2 separate regions of the Ctenopharyngodon idella genome follow, and region 2 is linked to region 1. Evidence: chromatin contacts called from public Hi-C data. All regions are on one chromosome and are shown on one strand. Each heading gives the region's core, a stretch centred on a gene start, on an enhancer-like site or on the middle of the called end of the contact. The rest is flanking DNA. Distances are from core to core; before and after follow the strand shown.

Evidence for each region. A called contact is a pair of places that touch in the nucleus more often than the background predicts.
Region 2: a contact with region 1 is called in a Hi-C map of muscle, with 4 times the contacts expected there. The contact joins the promoter of ptenb here to the promoter of ankrd22 in region 1. A contact is called at or near these places in 2 of 2 Hi-C or Micro-C datasets (both in muscle).

What each region holds. Positions count from the first base shown.
Region 1 is chr12:12,794,843-12,798,009 of HZGC01, reverse strand. It overlaps ankrd22 (ankyrin repeat domain 22), which reads right to left and starts at 1,774. Exons shown (of 6, transcript XM_051914028.1): 1 at 1,563-1,774; 2 at 657-848; 3 at 334-441; 4 at 1-64. The coding sequence starts at 1,583. stambpl1 (STAM binding protein-like 1) reads left to right here and starts at 2,907. Exons shown (of 10, transcript XM_051914010.1): 1 at 2,907-3,167.
Region 2 is chr12:12,937,198-12,940,493 of HZGC01, reverse strand. ptenb (phosphatase and tensin homolog B) reads left to right here and starts at 1,785. Exons shown (of 10, transcript XM_051914007.1): 1 at 1,785-2,482. The coding sequence starts at 2,404.

The sequences.
Region 1 (3,167 bases), core at 525-3,024:
TTATATCCACCTTAGTGGCCAAAAGAAACTCCATCAATTTCACATTTTTTCTTTGCTTCTCTTCCTTTTGAGAGAGAACAGGTGCAATGCTTTAATATGGTACAATTACACACATTTAGGTCAGTCACAATTAAAGTCAGATCACATGTGTGATGTGCAAAAACACCACAAAACACTTTCTAACCCCATACATGAATTTCAAGGAAATACTTGATCTCACTCAGCATGCTAAGATTAATTTTAAATCGCTGTAGTAGCTAAATTTGTAATTGTCTTTTTTTCCAGACAGTAACTAGTCTCTTCTAGAAATACCATGACTGAGGAATAACTTACCATTATAAGATAACCAATCAACAAGATAGGCATTAAGATGGCAATCATCAGGTAGTCCAAGAAGGAGAATGTTCTCCTCGTAGCATAGTGCAAACAAGTTCTTTCTTTCTAAAGGATGAACACACACATAGATATTTTTAAACAAAACAAGCAAGCTGACCACACAAACAATCAATAAAATATACCACAAGGAGAGTCTGAGAAACAACATGCATTAAAGTGAATCAAGTGCACAAGGGACTCATTCATAACAATACAGTGGGAGCATTATGATAGTCAGGGTAGAAACAGAACTCTTTTCAGTCTCCTTGCTAATGCAATACCTTATTCCTAATGGACACATTTGCATTGTAATCTAGAAGGTATTTGACACTCCTGAGGTTTCCCTGTCTACAGGCAGCTATAATCGGTGTGTCTCCCGTTCCTTCATCTTGAACATTTACATTTCTGGCATCGGCTGAGATCAGTTCTTTCAACTTGTGGACGTCATCATCATAAGCTGCCTGACACATGGGCTGTGGAAAGAAAGCAGCACAAAATATGATTACAAATGTACATTAATCAGTTAATCATTTTATATCTAGTACATTTAATGAGTGTAAGATGACTAAGGAATAAATCACATGTGCATGTTAAGTTAGAACCATGACTTGATACTAGATATGGAAGAGCAAAACAGGTCTGGTGACATCATGAAAGATAACTTAACACATAAACACACACCCTTTCCAAACAAAATGACAGATAAAATAACAAATGTTAGGCTTTTACTTACATAAACACTGCACACAAAGGTCTTAGAGCAGTACTGTATTTTCCTTTACATGCTTAAGTAAACTACTGTATTTTAGGTATTTTAAGGTGTAAAGGAGAAGTAGAAGTTTAAGCAACACTGATGAAAATGCCAACTGAAGTGCCAAAGCACGACATTGATTTCAACATAGACAGCTCTTAAAAACAAAACCGTTAAGTAAAAAAAAATAAAATTAAGAAAAGATAATAAGTATGACTCAATTTTTACTCAGCAGAAAAACATTAGGTTGACACGGAATTGAGGTATGAAGAACAAAACTCATTAAGTTGTTAGACATTAAATCGCCTTAATTTAGAATAACACGACCAGTCGCTTAACATAATCACCAGTCAAATGAGCCAAGCCAGTTAATTTCTAAAGACATGAAGATCAAGACAATTTTTAAAGAGGCGGTAAAACTGCCCACGTTACTCACCTCTGAGTACAAGATCCCCATTTGGTTTCCTCTTGTCACTAAAAGGAAACGAAACTTGTAAATCCTTAATCCGAACTCTGAAGTTATAAAACTAACAGCCCTTTGCTAACTTGTTTGCTTTCTACCTGTGAGAACAGTGTAAAACAGCGCTTCAGATAAGGGTGTGGTCATTTAACGATGACGCATACGTAATGACGCAATCAGTGTCATTCAGGTATTGAGGTGTGTAGCCCAAGTAGCGGTGGATTCATCCCGTTCATTGCGATACACTCATTTCCTCTCAAAAACATCCACAATAGACTGACTGACTGACTGACTGACTGGCCAGTTTAATAAAACAGGTATAATAAAACCGCTTCCTACGTAAGTGGTTTAAATAAATGTAAGCAAAAAATAAACAAATACATTTTATATATATAATATATAAAAAAAATATATATATATATAATGGTCTTGTCATTTCACTCAAAAAAAATAAAAAATTAAAATTAAAATGCAGTTTACAAATTCACAGTTTCTCTCCTGTTTTTAGCCTATCGTCAAAGCATCTATATAGTTTTCAAATTCTTTGCGAGAACCACAATTTATCAAAGGAATCAGATTAGTAAATTTTAAGGTCAAATTTTAATATTACTACGAGTCAGAGACGTGCTCTTTGGAGGGCTAAGGACATTGCTGTCATCATAACATAAGAACTTATTGGTTTCTGACAGATCCCTTTTGAATTCACAGATGTTACTGTATATTATAGGCCTACATGAGATCTGTTTCTATATGATACACACAGCTTTAGATAGATACATAGATAGATAGATAGATAGATAGATAGATAGATAGATAGATTTTCAAACAATATTGCTTTCTGCCCATCAACACCAACAGAAATAGGGCGCTCATTTAAACTGATAGAGCAGTGCTTAACCACCGAAACCACTGTTATTACACGTTTTTTTTTTTTTTTTAATCAAAATGGGCTTTGATAGTTTAGAGGTATACTGTTTATTATTTTAACAGAGATTTACTTTGTCTAATGCATTTCAGATCCTGAGCAGAATTTGGTGATTTAAAGGAGTTGTGCCCCATCTGGTGGATAAAAACACAATATCACAATTTATTTTTGTGGCGTAACACAAAATAAATGTAAACCATCCGAGAAGAGCATGTCCCATCATTGATCACACTCTCTTTAGAATGTAAATAAATGATCATGGACTTCAATGGGTCAATGCTTGAAAATAATAATAATAATAATAATAATAATAATATTAATAATGTCTAATGCATCTGTCTTACTCTGTTTACATAAGCTTGTAAATGTCGTGATATGCGTAGATTACCTTTACATTCGTCCAGTCATTCCCACCCCCTAGCTGTCACATTGGTTGCTGCTCAAAGTGAACTATACATCCTTTGAGCATCATAGAAGAATCTCGAGAATCCGGATGTTGTCTAGATAGGCGGCTCGTGAGGTTTTGAAACACAGCCAGTGAAGCACAGCTGCTACAGCGGCATTCATCTGACTCGCAGAGCTCCGCGCGAACCATCTGACACCGCAGGGTTATTCGCTTTGAAAGACAGCAATCAGCCATTTTAGCCCTGCGCGTA
Region 2 (3,296 bases), core at 536-3,035, 140 kb before region 1:
TTTTTTTTCTTACTGCGGAAAATGAGATAATTTACAGTGAAATCCGTTTTCTTTCAGGTACATCACCAGTGTAAGCTTCACTGTAAATACTTCTACATCACTCTTGTCAATGTAGTCCACAGTTGCAACAAAAATGTCTTGATTTTTATCTAGTGGTTATTTTGGGAAAAACAGTAGGGGGCGTTTTACCCCACCCTACCCCTAACTTAGGGGTAGAGTGGGGTAAAACGATCTGTCCCAAGGGGGCCCTAAGTCCTTTTGGGACAGATTGTATTAGTGGTTGAAGACAAAAAAAACGTAATACCTGCTTTTGACTATCACATTGTTAAATTTGGTGCCTTTTTGGACAACAAAAATATTGAATTTTTGTGTAATATGTTTATCTACACAAATGTAATTTTATCTGCACAAAAATAAATTTGTGTGTGTTTGTGTGTTTAACAATGATAATATGTTAATGCCTGTTTGTTATTTGAAAACATTTAATAAAGTTTAAAAAAAACTGCCTACTTTCAATAACCATCGTCACATGTGACAATCCGATCTCTGCGCACCAACACTACCCTCTACTGGCAAAGAAGAGACAACAAAGAATGCAGGAAGATAGGCTATTACACAATGGCAAATGGCATACGCATAAAAAATATGGATAGGCCTACCATAAGTGAGGAATGAGATAAAGAAAAATCAAACATATCCAACATACAAATAAAACATAAATAAATTAGATACAGCACCAAACATACTATACAAATATAAACTGTAACTGCAACTGTAACATCTTTTTAAAAATAAGAAAAAAGAGGTTTACATTGTAAGATTTATTGCATTCATAGATAAAATACGGAAGCAAATTATTTATTTAAAATAATTTATCTCTTTTTATTTTTTATTAAAAAATGGGAAAAGCTTGCTAACTAAAGAATTTTTTTATGTTACTTAACATTTATTTAATAAGGTTCATTTGAAACCATTTAGAAAAGGTTGTACTGGAAAAGCATATAGGGAAATGTGACATTGTAATAACCACGAACATTCATTCTAGACTTTTCTGACAGATGGCGCTGTACAATAACGATTTGCCATCTGAAACGCAGCTAGAACTCTCCGTTCCGTCCTTGGGGGCAAAATACACATTTGAGCAAATGGAACAGAACACACTTATAACATTGATACATGGTTACATTAAATTTACATCATACGTTGGCGCAATTAAGTTCTATTATTTCAATTATAATTGCCAAATGATGTGCTTGTGCCTTTATGCAGTAACTTACTTTTCTGCTTGCGTAAGCATTTCAGTAATTTCCTGCCTTCTATTGCAGGGTAGTAGAGGCATTGGTGAGGGGGGTAACTAGATGCATTCTGATATTTTCCCCGTATACAGTATTGTTATAAAAATACAGCTACAAGTTGGTCTTTTCAGTCATGGTGTGCCAAACCAATAAATAATTCTTTCAAACGAAACGAGAATGCTGGTGCGTAATAACTACATTACTGAATTGAAATCTGATATAAAATATTGGAAACTTCCCTCATTTCTGTACACACGTGACCCTGGAACAAAAAGTAGTGCGCTGTCTGTATTCTTCCGCTTGCTGTAACCATAAAAAAATAGTTGATGTATTTGTTAATTTAACGTCATAACAGTTCAACATGTGTACCTAATAATTTGTGTATTTATATTCTGAAATACAGAAAAAAATCATTGGCGTAATTATAAAATACTGCATTCATGGGACTATTTGGCACAGCGGATGAATATGTTGTCCGAACGTCACCTTTTTCAATGGGAAGCCATGATGGAAGTTTGAGAGTTTAACAGGGGAGAAGTGAAGGAAAGGAACCGGATTGGAGACCGCTCCTACGCGACATTTAAATATCGAGTTTTTAATTTCTTGGTGGAGGCTGTCACCTTTCATTTCATGTGTTGGAACCTGGGCATCGTGGATTGTTGTATGTTCGATGGCTTTTATTTTTTAAGGATGTGTAGACGAGCTAGCGCGCTAGCCGTTGAAGCTAGCGGCTAGACGGAGCGCGAGCTGAGTGCGAGCGGGGCTCTGACAACCGTGGAAGCGCCCGGAGAGGATCCTCTCTCCGCCTTTGCGCTCAATCACGGCGGCTACGGTGCGACCAGAGACTTGTCGTGCTCTAGAAATTCTGCAATTCGAGACGTGGGAAGTTGCTTATCGTTTTACCCGAGGCTCTTCTGAGCCGAGGAGGGCATTTTGGAAGCCGGGCCTGTGGTGGTTTGGAGCGAGGCCCTTGATGAGAGAGGCACAGCAGACTCCATTCTAGCTAGCAGGGGGACTGCGAAACCAGCAGAGCATAAAGACGACGTATCGTCGGAAAGCAACAATACTCCCTCTCACACTAAAAACCCTACAGACTCCTTTCACAGCAATGGCTGCGATCATAAAGGAATTTGTCAGTCGAAACAAAAGGAGATACCAGGAAGATGGGTTCGACTTGGACTTGACCTGTATCCTCTTTGATCAATCAAATGTCCCTGTTCTGTCTATTGTGTAGAAACCAGTGTCTGCAATGAAGGTAATGGCTTGCATCTTGTTTCAAATCGAGAAATCTCAGACGTTTCATCTGAAGATACAGGGGGAAATGAGCGTTTGCTTATTTTAAATATTTTATTTTTATTTATTTTATTTTTTTTTTGCTGCTTTGCAAAAACTGTTTGCACTGGCACCTAGTCGGCGACTGAAGCTTGACATGATCTAGATCTATTGGTTTTTGTAACTGGATCAAGTCTAAGTCAGTGCAGTTTAGATTAATGTCAGTTGTCAATTTAACCAAGTTATCGAGTAGACAGAAAACCAACAGACTGCACGCACACTTATTTGTACAGTTGTCATTTGTACAGTTTTTCTGGGCTTGTCCGCAAGTTGCATGTGTAAACTACGATAAAAGCAACGCCAGCGAGGTTGTAAGATGTCATTTTCCCCTTCTTACGTAATCTGGTGTATCGATTGACGGCGAAACGCGTTCATTTCAACTCAAGGCTTCTCGCACGAAAACTGCAGTTTGGGGGTTTAAAACAAAAGATGCGTCGCGTAGAGGTCTTGCTGGTTTATATAATGCGATGGATTAGATGAAATACACAAGCGGTGTCACACAAAGAGCCGTTGCATCAGCTGCTCGCAGAAAATAGATCTCGCGCTCAACTTGGGTTTAGTTTTGATTGAGCAAAAATGTGTCCGTTCACACGCTTGCGAACAAAAGGAAACGCTTTTGTACGTGTGAAATATGTCTTTTTCGTAATCGCAGGAAGGGATTCGAGCAGT